Linked DNA regions of Arachis hypogaea: region 1 is linked to region 2. Evidence: chromatin contacts called from public Hi-C data. All regions are on one chromosome and are shown on one strand. Each heading gives the region's core, a stretch centred on a gene start, on an enhancer-like site or on the middle of the called end of the contact. The rest is flanking DNA. Distances are from core to core; before and after follow the strand shown.

Region 1 (6,984 bases), core at 4,314-6,813, 35 kb after region 2:
AATGATTCTATCCGTCTAGGCTACTTTTTTTCTCCTCTTTGATTTTTTTATTTAGTTGTTTTAATGAATTTGAACCTGTTTTTTGCTGCTACTCCACTAACCAATGCCTACACTTTTTCAATTTTGTAAACAATTGGAACATAGGAGACCCTTGAACTGATTCACTCCATACCTCCTTCGCAATCTGCACTACTTTATTTTCGCACAATCTTTCTTGAAAATTGAAGCGTTTTTTGAATTTTTTATGCATCACTCTCAAGCTAACCAAAAGCGGTCTATGGTCTGAACCGTGATCATCCAAGTAAAGCATGTTAGCTCTTAGGTAGTCTTTCAACCATCTAATTGAGGCAAGGCATCTATCCAACCTCTCTTGAATCGAATTCTCCTCAAACTGTCTATTAGACCATGTGAACCTACTCCCTTTTAAACCCCAAATTCACCATACCTCCCAAGTTGATAAAATTATTGAATTCGTTTATGGATGAAAGTGATTTCATTTTCTCTCCTTCCTTCTCCTCTATGGCTGAAATTGTATTGAAATCACCCAAAATTAAATAGTGATTGCTCACCAAAGCTAATTAGTTTAGGATAATTCCATATTGTTGAGAACACAATCCCTCTTCACTATGAAGTGCACAACAAGCATATTTCATTTTCTCATATTCAGCTGACATTCCCCTTCCAATGAATAAAGAACTCCTCACACTAAACTACTGAGATAATAACACCATTTTTCTATGACAATACTAAACTTCTAGCTATTTCTTAGGATTCCACACAATGAACATTTTCAAACCCCAACTTATTACATCGACTAGTCAGAAAAGGGGTACTATTTTTGGTTTTATAGAGGAACAACACTTCGATAGAATTAGATCTATTGATTTCTTGTATGTTGTAAGCTGTCAGGGGTTTTTCCAAACTCCAACAGTTCCACATCAGCATTTTCATATTTCCTAGGGTGCCAATTGAGGGTTGGCACCCTGCCCCTTTAATTCTAAATTGTTGTTGTTGATGCATTACTTTTTAGATATTTTTTGCTCTTATTTCTTTAGCCTCCTTTTCTCATCACTAATTTTGCTCTCCTTCTTCCCTGTTCTTCTAGCCATTTATTTTATTTTTATTGACCTATTTTTTCTGGAGCCAGAATTCGAGTGTTGGCCCATTTAAAGATCAACTACAATAATACCCTCCATACCTCCCAAATTCTCTATCCTCCGATCTTCTAATATTGTTAGCTGAGAATCAACTTTCACAGGTTCAACTGGTTGTTTGGGATGTTGGATTTGAATTAATTTTTTTTCTATACCTCATTGGTTCTTCTTATTTCACAGCCTTATCTCTCCATCTCCATCCGTAGAACTACATTTTTCATGCTCAATTTGTCTTTTTCTCTTAAAAAGATAGGCTAGCGAAGCTTTTCAAGAGATTAAAAGGGCATTAAGCGGTTTGATTTCTCTTTTAGGCTTGCTTCTATCGCTGGCATATTATGATTGACATCTTCCATTTTGGTGATCACCTTTCTTCCTTTGCCTCACCTTTCGTCAAATCTTCAAGATAAGCACTGCAGATTTTACTTTCATGCCCTATATGGCCACAATAATTACAAAAACATCTCATACTTCACAGTAAACTCAAGTATTTTGTTATTTGGCCCTACAATTCTCAATGTTCTTTTCAATGGCTTGGTAACATCTATACAAATGTGCACTTTAATTATTCGATTTTCTGTCCCTTTCATTGAAAAAAAGTCAACATTTAAAATCTCTTTGAGATTACCTCCAATTTTTCTCCCCAATTCTTTTGTTTTTTAATGTTCTGAGATTCTCTACCGGTGAACCCAGATCAAGACTAGCACAAATTCATCATACTCATCCACTAATTTTTTTTTTCATTTCGCAAATTAATTATGTAATTCTTAAATAATCATGACCTTCCTTTTTCAATTTTTAACAGATCTACTTTCTTTTAAAAAAAATTGAAAAAAAAATTGCCCCCGACTCTCAGACTTTAAAATTTTTTGGTTAATTTTAGATTGATTTTCCAACCTCTTCAATAGTACCAACACTAAATGATCGATCGGTTCAAATTTTACTCACTGAATTTTTTGAACATTTCTGCAAATTTTTCTCTACCTCTTTCTTATAAAAAAAGATTATTAAAAAGTGTTTTGACTAATTTGTTATTAATTCATTTTATACTTATAACTCTTTCAAATTTTTTTCATTTAATTGGATTTCTAATAAAAAGTTAATTAAAACAATCCAAATTTTTTAAGTAAATACTTATTCTCAATCAAATAACACTTTAAAATATTCACTTATTTAGAATCAGGGAGTAACATGTAATCTTTTAGATTTTATAAGGCAATAAAAGAAAAAATACGAATAAAGATAAATTAATGGTACTTTTAGCGTAAGCTTAATTAAAAACGCTTGCTTTGTGTTTATTTTCTAATTATAGAACTTCAAAGTAAAAATAAATTAAAGTATTTTATTTTATTAAAAAAATTATATAGTTGAACAATAAAAATTCTTAGAAGAAATTATATATTTTCATATAAATTAAAGTATTTTCTTTTTTAGATGATGTGTGTGAATATTAATATATATTTGCCTTATAGTGTAAAGTTTACGTTAAAATATATAAAAAAATTAGCTAATAAAAATACTAAATATTTTAGAATTTAACTTAAATAATAGTACAAACTATTTTAACGTACAAACTAAAAATGTTTTACATGATAACTGCATACTAATTAAACACCTAGCTTCATAGAAAATAAAAATTGAAAAAACCTTATACTAATATTCTTTTCTAATTTTTTTTGTGTATAATCTTTTTTTTTTCACCTTAACTTTTTTATTGTTTTTGTTATTGTTGTATATATACATATTTTTCCCCTCTTCATCAACGTATTCTTAAACTCTTTAAAATCTCGAATGGCTAAACTCAAAAGAGGATAATAAATATAGATTAATACTTAAATATGTTTCTAAAATATTTTTAATCAGATAATTTAATTTTTAATAAATTTTAATTATTAAATTAGTTTTAATTTTTTATGCTATTAAACATATCAATCTTAACATCAAATTTTGATAATAGTTAGATAAATTAATCTCTGTCGTTATTTAATAAAAAAAACATAAAAGCTTTTAAAAACTTTAAAATTTTCATATCCATCTCTTTATTATATAATTACAATCTTCACGTTGATTTGTGTAGTAAAATAAAAGTTTGTAAATTGATTTGGTGTTTAAAATTTTTAGAGGACTAAAGTATACTTTTTAATTTTGGTGTTACTTTTTTAGTGATGTTTAATAACATTGTTAAAATTTGGTGTGGTTTTTTTATGTGAAGATCGAATTTATGATTTTCAATTCTTTTTAAACATGCAAATCTGAGGATCAATTTTTTTTTTAAATATAAATCTTACTCTTAGATTTATATTTTAGTATTAAAAAAATTTTACATGTGCAGTTCAAATTCTCTTATTTATTTTAAGATGAAAAAAAGTTATTTTAACATAAATGGAACCTTTCGATTTGTGCATTATAAAATATAATCTTTATATTTGTTTACAAAATTTATTATTACTCAAATTTGATGGTTCAATTTGTTATTTAAAGTTAAAAAAAAAAATAAAACTCATATCAGAAAAAATACACCAATTTATCATTACATTAAATTATATACAATCTTTTTCTATTTCCAAAAAAAATTAACCGACTAAAGTATTCAACAAAAAATTTTTTAGAGACTGATTTAGAATATTACGCATTTTTTTAATCATCTCAGAAGATACCCAAATTAAAATTAAAAAATATGACAAAAAACAACAGTCTAACTACACATCCAGACCCAAACTCAACAAAAATCAATTTCATTACACTCACGTATACATACACGTTTCAATAACGCTTCTTCGTCTTCTTTTTTTCGTCTACGCCTTCCTTCTTCTTCTTTTTCACGTTCCTTCTTCTTCGCGTGTTTTTCTCTCAATCGTCATTCTTTTATTGTTCCTGTTGTTGCTACATTTTTCTTTTCCTCCTTTTGATTGAGGTTCATTTGGATTCAGAAATGAACTGAATTTGGTTCAAATTTGGTTAATACTTAACAGTAGTATCAAATGAATCTAACTCAATTCACAAATGAACCGAATTCGTTTCAGATTTGAACAAAAAGTGAGAAATATTCAATCAGTAAGAAAAATACATTTCAATTCATTTTTGCATGCAAATGAACTCAATTAAATTAAGAGATGAACCAAATTTCTTAAGGAATAACAGATTTGGTGAATACTTAAAAGTAGTATCAAGTGAACCTAACTTAATTCACAAATCAACCGAATTCGATTCAGTTTTGAACAAACAGTTAAAAAATTACTTAAAGAATAAAAAATCAGAAAAAAGCAGAACTAATAAAGATGTTACCAAAATGTTAGTGTTATTGGTGATGACGATAATGAAAAAGGAAAAAAAAAGGAAGAAGACACAACATTGGGGGGAGGGGGCGGGAGGAGGAGGAGGGAAGAAGAAAAACTTGTTTGTGCGAATTTGGAAAAAGAAGAAGAAGGAGAAGAAGAAAGGAAGAAGAAGAAGGAGGAAAGAAGAAGAAAGACGAAGACGAGAAGGAGAAAGAAACACAGTAGAAGAAGGAGAAAGAAACAGAATAGAAGACGTATGATTTGAAAAGTTGTTATAACAACTTGGTTATATTTAGTTAAATATTTTGTTTGAATGTAAAATTTTATTCCAAAATCAAATAAAAGGAAAAAACTTGCCGTACAAAAAAAATTATATATTGAAATTCATCCTCAACAAATTTTAAATTAGATATTTTAATCGTTAATAAATTTTTATTATTTTAAAAATTTTTAAATATTGCTTTTGTCAGACAATTTAATTTTTTTATACGATAAAATAAAATATTTAATATATATTAAATAAATTTTATTGTAAGATAATTAAATTTTAGTAAATATTATTATAAAAAATTAATTCTATCCATAAAGAAATCAATTCATCTAAAATATTTTTAAATTAACAAAAATTTGTTGTATATCTAAGAGTTTAATTTTCATGTATTGACAATAAAAAATATTTTATATAATTATATAATTATAATTATTTTTTAGATAATTATTTATATAATTTATATAAAAATAATTATTTACTAATGTGACATTATATAATTAGATGAATATATAAAATAATTTTAGTGCTTTAAAATTAAATTCATCAAAATATTCTATTTAAAATTTTTTAGAATTGAGGTTTATAAAAAAATGAAGAAGAAAGTGACGTGGGCCAGGCGGCTGATAATATCTAGAAATAAGTGGCGAATAGTGGAAACGCACGTGTCCCTCTTTGTAATCTATGAAGGGCCACACTAAAACGACCCAACCTCTTGTTCCGGATGCTCACGCCTTTCGCGTTTTGGATTTTTTCGTACCCTTTTCCTTTTCTTCGCTTTGGTTTCTCTTTACTCACACACCTGTCACCCTCGTATCGCTCACAGTTCCCTCTTCTTCGCTAGCTTTCCGTTTCGTAGCCTCTTTTATTGGTCTGTCATCTTGTTATGCTCCACGGTTTGGTCGGAAAACCATTATCTGTATGGTGGACCCCATCTATTCTTCTTTTTATTATTTTCTATTATGGGACGAGGAAATTCCACAGCATGCTAGCATACGTCATTACGTTGATTGGGGGAGTTTTTTATTAAAATAAATATGCACAAAATACATGTTATTAAACCTGGGTGAACGAAATTAACTTATTGGAACTTAACAAATTTTTATACATTTAATGCATTAAGAACTTATTAAAAACATAAAAACTTAATTTTCAATAAAACCTGTTTGACCACTTTTTCAATAAAAATGTTTATTAAAAAAAAACCCATATAATAATGATAATTATATTTTAATTTGATTAAATTCATGTGTCTAAGGTTTTTAATTTAACTAAATCTTTGACTTAAGTCATTGTATTGCTTGATATGATCATGAAGATAAGTAGCTGAAGATAAAAATGTAAATATTTTGTGCTAATTAATAATATACATAAAATAAAGTTTAATTATGTGCAGTTACGATAGAAAATATTTATATTTATAATCACATTATGTACTTTTCCAGTTTTACACAGTAGTGAATCTAAAAATTTTAAACGATGAGGACAAATATATATCATATAAGAATAACAAAAATTTTTATATAAATATATCGAAGTATATATAATTAAATAATATAAAAATATTCAATATTTAATAATTTTTTATCATCCATATTAGTATATTATCTATATTTAGTATTAAATGTTAAATAATAATAATAATAATAATAATAGTAATAAATATAAGATTAATCAAGTAGATTGATTATTTTCTAATTAAGAGATTTTTTATTTGAGAATTTGAAATACCAAAATATATTTTTTATAAATTATTTGTGATGAATGATATTTTAAAAAATAACACTAAATTTCTCATATCTCTATTATATATTTTATAGATTACTTAATGATTATTCAATTATTTAATAAAAACGACCAAATTTGGTTTCTAATAATAATAATAACAATAAAGAAGTTAGTTAGATAGATAGATAGAAATACAAAATGCTTTATTCAACTAATTCTTAAATAATTTATATTTAGTTTATATTTGAGAATTAATAATTAAAATACATATTTAGTTTATTAGTAAATATTAAAATTAAGTGAAAAGTATAAATTTCAATTAAATAAATTTATTAATTAAATATTATCACAATATTTTATTTTTTGTTAAGTTAGTTTAATATATAAAATTCATGGTTCTGAAAACCGAACCGGACCGGCCGGTTCAACCGGAAAAACCGGAAACCGGTCACCTAACCGGTCCGGGTAAGGTCAGAAACCGGCTGGCAAAAAACCGGTGAAAAAACCGGTCGAACCGGCGGTTAACCGGTGAACCGGGAGAACCGTCCGGTTTTTCCAC
Region 2 (7,182 bases), core at 4,290-6,789:
CTCTCACAATATCATATGTCTTTTGTTAGTACTAAAAAGACTCAAAATTGAATATAAAAAACAAACAAAGATAAAGAAAAATGACGCTCAATTGTGCAAAGTTTTCTTTTCGAATTATTCTTCTTGAGTGTCCTCCAATCTGATTCTTCTTCTTATGTCTAAAAACCAAGTTCATGCTAGCCGTTACAGCAGATTAATTTACATTTAAGATAAAATCCTTTCTTTTCTTTATGCAGCTGTAAATCTTTCCTTAAAGATGATACTATCCTTTCTTTTAACAGCAACACACCTTCATAATCACTTCAAATCTTGTTTTTAGTTTTAATTGATGATTCTTTCCAAATCTGTTCCAATTACTACAATAAGCTTACTTGCTGTCCATAATCATCATATTGTTATGTTTCCTTTTTTCATTTTTTGCAACAACAATGTCTTTTAATTTGACACTAAATAAGTATTTATATCCATTTTAAAGATGAAATTTTATAACATATTAAGTCAAGCTATTAATCAATCAATCAATATAATTAATTAAATGTTTATCATCACAAATAATTGTAAAATCATTTTTAGATTTAACATACACCAAATATAATAATTTAGTCTCTGTCTCTTAATTTCTATCTCGCAATCTTAGTCTCTCAGTTTCATTCTCTCTTTCAAACACAATCTAAGTGATGTTGTTCAATGTCTTAAGCAAAATAAATAAATAAATTGTTTTAGTTTTCCTTTTATTCATGTTGTCTCTTCTTATCGACTTAAACTTTTAGGATGAGTGATTTTATAACATAATATTAGAATTTTATGTTCGAAAGGTAAAAAATTTGATTCTTAGTAAGTCCAAAAAAAAATTTTTAGAATGAGTAATTTTATAACAAATTTTAAATAAAAAAAAAAAGTTAAACTTTTGTAATTTGTTTTCTTTATAATCTCATATCACTGAATAGGGAATATGTGAAAAAAAGAAAGAAAATTTTAGAATAACAAAATAAGTTGCAATTGAACAGCAACGGAAACTATTCTGATTTTCAAATAATTGAAAAAATAAAATAAATTTAGTTTGTTAAAAGCATATCTTTAACTAGCAAATGCAATTAAAGTTCTACATTCTTTGGGAGCTGCAACTGTAGCTGAGTCAACTTATGGTTATAGATGGAGCAAAATGAAACCAGAATCAGTGAATCACAAATGTATGCTCATTCACGATTCTGCGTGAATCCAAAAAGAAAAAATCAAACAAAAGTTGAAAACTAAATGGTTTTCTTTTTCAAAATTTTTATCTTACAAAAAGTAGTGTTGTTTACACATAACAAGTGGCATGCATATAGTAGCTCACTAGCTCAACAATGTTGAGAAAAAACCTCATTGGACCGACTTAAAAAGTTGTGTGGCTCAGAATTGTTTTACAATAAGAGAAAATCTTATGCCATCATAAGTACTTTTATTCAACACGACACACATAAAGACCTGTGTTAGGGGTAATTGGGTAAATACTATTTTCTTTAAAGAAAATGACAAATAGGTCCCTAACCTTTTGTCCAGCGGACATTTTTGTCCCTGATCATTGAAAAATACTTTTAAGTACCTGACCTTCACAAAACTTGGACGGATCAGTCCCTCCGTCCAAATGCCTCTGTCAGGGACTGATCTGTCCAAATGCTTCCGTTAGGGATTGATCTGTCCAAGTTTTGTGAAGGTGAAGGACTTAAAAGTATTTTTCAATGGTCAGGGACGAAAATGTCTGCGGAGCAAAAGGTCAAGGATCTATTTGTCCTTTTCTCTTTTCTTTATCTGCAAAGTATATCACTATATCATGTGAAAATTGGAAAGATTAAGTTTTGCCCAAGATGAATTAAGATTCTTATTCCATTGCTGCAATAATAAGAATAACTCAGAACGGCAGCAAAAACAGTTAAAACAGCATACAAAACAAACTTAGAAAGATGAAAGGGCCATGAATGAGTTAAAAGCAAATTGGGAATCGGCATTTATATAAAATATTACATCTTCACTACTTTGTTTAACTTTTGGCATAAATTGAGAGTTGTAACTTACAACTCAATAGATGATAACTAATAACAAAATAGGATTAGGGGAAAAAAAATCAAATTAATTAATTACCCTAGACTAAAGGGTAGTTGCTGACTTGCTGGAGCACAAAACAAGCATCCAGGTCTACATATTCTTGCATTTTGAGTCTAATCTTACCTTTGGTTTACACCTTTTCCATCTAATTAAGTTGTATAAAAACTCAAATAAATAAATTAGCAAATAAATGAAACTGTTGAGAGTTGCAAGGAAGAGCCGCAATCCAATAATTAGCATTTAATCTCATGCCACCAGTTGCTCCTGGTCAATGTACATTTGCTCCAACCATGCTGGAATCACATCTGTTCCATTGTTGAGATGACATTGCAGCTGTTGCTGATCTTCGGCGCTAAACTGGCCGGGCTCTGGCTGTGCCGGAGCGTCCTTCACAAGCGAGCTAACCCAAGACACGTCCGGCTCGTCAACTTTTGCAGCTGACATTCTGGTCGCAGCCCTGGGCGAGGGAATATTGCTGCTGCTTCGAAATCCAAAAGAAGCAGATTTCCTCAGCTTGTTCAGCTCTTCACCCTGCATCGGCCAGTCCAATTTTCCATCATGAGAGCCCCAATGAGAATATGCCAAAGAAGGCTTTGCTGCCACAGAGGTGGCCAGCGAAGGAACCTCAGAATGACGGTTTCCCATGCTGCGCTCGATGAAGCTCTGGCTCCGCTGTGAAAAGGCAGCAAGTCTTGGATTAAAAGCCAGTGAAGTCGGTTCCCCTGATGGATCAACCCTGGATTTTGGGGATCCAATCACTTTCGGAGAAGGAAGGCCAGAAGAATAGCCTCGCAGCTGCTGATTCATGTTCTGGCGCATCTGCAATCCAGTTGGAAGATGTAACTGAGGTCCTGCAGCATCAAATGAGATTCCATTGAATTTGGACAAAATTGACGGGTCGACAGACCCAAAAGTGTCGTCAAGGTTAGTAGGCGTCACTCCTGAAAGCCTATTTAGATCTGCAGCACGATCGCCCAAAGAATAGTGATAAGATGGATTATTATTAGTCAAGGAATTTCTCCAACCAGAAGGGGAGGAAAGACCAGTCATCTCATCCATCATTAGCATAAGCAATTCAGTATCCGAATTAATATCGCTAGCAGCTAAAGCAGTTTTCAATCTGCTGCTTCTAGGAAGCTGCAGGGTTGGGATGTTAGATTGAGTCTGCCACATGGATCCGGAGAGAGGAGAGGAAGATCCAGAAGGAGTCAAAGGCGGTGTTGAAGCGGGTGGTATCATAACGGATGGAGAACCAAGTGTTATTGGGCTAACTGGACCCATATCCAATGAAGAACCACTGGAGTAGGATCTAGGAGATGGCATAGCCGAACCAGTAGAAGCATAGAGGGGGCGAAGCTCCTCAGGCTTGTGAGCAAAGAAGCAAACTCTTCTTGTACATGCACCCTCGTCCTTGCAAAGCCGGGTCCGGTACTGGGCAGGATGAAGCCAGCACTCGAAAATACCATGTGCATACTCGCAAAAATCTCCCTTGCTGCATGACCCCTTACGGAATTCAGGACAAGGCACACAGCTATAATGGTATTTCCTTGGATCGCGTCGCCTGGCATTTTCCCCTGGGTGAACAAAGGGACACTCGGTCCAATCATGAGAATAAGCCCTTGAACAAGGCTTCACCTTGAATGTATACATCCTGAACTCGTCAGTACCATATATCCCGTTCTTTATGTCAGGAAGAGAGTGATCAACAGGATAATCCTTCCTCTCAGCCGCATCTTTCAACACACGGGGCATGTTCACCGCATTTTCCCTTTGTTGTTCCTCGATTTGGCCAACTACATCCTCTAACGTCTTGTCAGTACCAACTGTACCTTCCAGCATGGCTTGCAGCACCCTCTTCCTTGAATTGGGGATAGAGTTAGCCCCAGAGACAACCAAATCGCATGGCCGGTTACCATTTGAATCAACAGTACTAACATCTGCCAATGATTCAAGCAAAAGCTTGACAACCTCAAGGGAAGCAGCAGAACCCCCAGCAACAGCACAATGAATTGCAGTAGCCCCATCCGAGCCACTAGCCCTGTTAACATCAACACAGCCAGTTCCAAGAATATAAGCCAAAACTCTCAGGCTTCCAAACATAGCAGCAACCATAAGTGGTGTCCTCTCTTCATAACCCACTTTCTTTGAGCCAAGCCTCCTTCCAAACCACGACCCAGCCTCATCAACATCACAACCCTCTTTCTCAACTGCATCTTTGAACCCAATTAGGTCATCTGCAGCTGCAAGTTCAAGCAAAGCAGATATCTTTTGATGCTGCCCTTCTTCTCTTCCATAATCATCCTCCATAACCAAACCAGTTTGAGTAGGTTTCCTCTTGGAACCGCTGCACATGGATGTATCTTAATCTTCCCTTTAGGGCTCAAAAGAATCTGAAATTTTCACATAAAGAAAACAGGTTCAAGATACTGTTGCACCAAACATGTTATACTTCATATATAAAGCACAAAAAAAGTGAAAAACTCAGTTCAATCTAACAAAAACAGAAACAGATGATAGGAAAATTAAGGTGGCATATTATTCCCCCAGTTTGTAATCAGCAATTACTGTTTGAGCAAACCTAACTCGATTCATAAAATTATTATGAAATCATGCATATTATATCAAGCAACCAAGTTACCAAAATCGTGAATCACTAACGAATTTGTAACAAGCATCCTATTTTCACTCATTAAGATTATTTATAGTCACACATAAACAGATAATCATAAAAATCATTCAATTAAAAGAAGATAACAAGAAATCGCCGCAGACACAACCAAAAAAAGCAAATACAACCTGTTCTTAGTTTGAAAGAAGGGGGGGGGGGGGGGGGAGGGGGATGGGAAATAAAACATGTAAAATCATATCAACGATTCTCTTTCATCAATTAAAATACACTAATACCTTCCATTACCTCAATAATTTTCTTAGCAACCAAGGAAAAGGAAAGAAAAAGAGAAGGAAAAAAAACATATAAAAAAAAACATACAAAAAAAAAAGAGAAAAGTTCCTTTTCTATTTCTTTTCAGCTCAATTTTTCAGAGAGAGAGAGAGAGAGAGAAATAGAGAAAGCATACCTTAACAAGAGAAACACACAAAGCAAAAGAATGAAGCTTTGTGTTAAAGAATGAATGAAGCCCTTTGAGTCTGGTTTTGTTGCAACAGCTTTTAAATTGGTTGAGGGAGGGGAAGGGGGAGAGGGCTTTTTTTGAAGAGAGAAGCGAAGACTTTTCTTCTTCTACTTTTCCTTAGTTTAGTTTAGTTTTTGATTTTGTGTTATCCTTTTTTTTTTATTAATTTGATTTTATGGTTTTGGTCAAAAAGTGGAACCCACCTAGCTGCCTCACCAGTCACCGGTTCCTCCACCTCCATACCAATTCCATTTATTTGTTTAATTATTACCAGAAAAACATGAGTCACATAATCATAGTTTAAATTTGATGCACAATTAATATAATTTTTTAGCTTGTTATTGTGAAATTATGGATGGGTGGACAGATATGGATTGATAGATAAGTACTTCTCATAGTCAGACTTTTGTACTTCTTTTCTTTCCTGTTGTATGTGACATAATTAATGGAAGTAATATAAAAACTAAAAAATATATCAATAATATAGGTTTTGAATTTAAAATACAAAAATTCTATGAAGAGGAGTTAATAGTTTTAACTTTTTAAGAAGAGTAAATTACTATTTTTACTTATAAAAGTTGAAAATGTTGATATGTTTATCTATAGAAGATAAAAATTACTATTTGTACCTATAAAAATAGCTTTTGTAAATAAAAATGTAAAATTATTCAAACTCTAAAAAATTAAATAAAATCCTTAAACTATCATTTTATTCACCACTATTACCATCGTCTTCTCCTTCTCTCTCAATGTTTTCAGTGACCCAATCTCACCGCCTCGCCCTCCTCCTCAACCGTCACCCTAATCCCTTTGCCACATACTCCCCCATCGATGTCGGTCGCGACTCAACATTACCAGCACCACCATCACCAACATAATCATCTAACGTATGCTTATCTTCTAGATCTAAGGACGCTGCGAGCAGTGTGAGCGACCCATTGGGTTGGGTAAACCGTCACTATCGTTAACCTCATCATCCTCACCATCTTTCATCACTATCAAGCTTAACTGTCTAGCCCTGGAATTCATAGAACGTGTGAAAGAGGCTTCTGCATTACGTATCTTTGCTTCCACTATTCGACGATTTGGATCGGGTTTCAGAGAACCGGATTGGATTTTCTCCGCACACACACTCAAAGGCTGCGACTTTTTCAAGGGTTGATCGAAAAATAGTGTCTGAGAACGACCCAATTGAGTCCTTCTTCAATTCCATTCAAGTTGTGAAGGAATCGGTGTCCCCTTTAAAAATGGGTATTCGGAAAGCTGTAAAGGATCTTGGGCACAAGAATAAGGGTACGAAAGGTATTTATTTGATTGCCCAGGTGAAGCAAGATGGTGAATTTCATATCTGCGATGTGAAGAAGAAGAGAGTGTTGTCAATGAAGGTTCTCTTAAAGGCTTTCTTAGGTATTTTTCTCATAGAACTCAGTGAGTGATAATGGAAATGTGAATGTGAATGGTGTTGAGGTGGACAGAAGGGTGATAGGTCTTCTTCTTGCACCAATTGCTTGAAGTTTGTAGTGACTTGGTCTTTGTTGGTTAATGATTTTCTTCAAGCTCTTCCAGCTTCTTTCAAAGCTGGTAGGGGAGGAGGCGACGGGGTTGGAGTTTTGGAAGAGGTGGAAGGTGGGAGGAAAGTGAAGCCTGCGGTTGAGAGATCAGAGTCGAAGAGGTGGAGGGAGGAGGAAGAATGGTGATGGCGGTGGTAGTAATGGTAATGGCAGCAATGATGGTAGTAGTTGGGGAGGAAAGCGGTGGCAGAATTTGGGATTGGAGTAGCTGAGAACATTGAGAGAGAGAGAGAGGGGAGAAGGAGAGACGATAGTAGTGGTGGAGAAAAGGGTAGTTTAGAAATTTTATTTAATTTTTTAGAGTTTGGATAATTTTTCTTGCAAAAGTCATTTTTATAGGTACAAATGGTAATTTCCGTCTTCTATTGGTAGATATGTCATCATTTTCAACTTTC

Evidence for each region. A called contact is a pair of places that touch in the nucleus more often than the background predicts.
Region 1: a contact with region 2 is called in a Hi-C map of leaf, with 1.7 times the contacts expected there. The contact joins the enhancer-like site here to the promoter of LOC112762424 in region 2. A contact is called at or near these places in 2 of 8 Hi-C or Micro-C datasets (both in leaf).

The regions. Positions count from the first base shown.
Region 1 is chr17:27,545,053-27,552,036 of arahy.Tifrunner.gnm2.J5K5, forward strand. No RefSeq gene overlaps it. Among protein-coding and RNA genes, the nearest start is that of LOC112766901, 25 kb to the right of the region's middle. Within about 2 kb of position 5,564, at least 2 of the 3 cell types and tissues checked have open chromatin away from gene starts, as enhancers often do.
Region 2 is chr17:27,509,778-27,516,959 of arahy.Tifrunner.gnm2.J5K5, forward strand. LOC112762424 (zinc finger CCCH domain-containing protein 66) reads right to left here and starts at 5,540. Exons shown (of 2, transcript XM_025808257.3): 1 at 5,163-5,540; 2 at 1,960-4,475. The coding sequence starts at 4,437. The coding sequence ends at 2,332.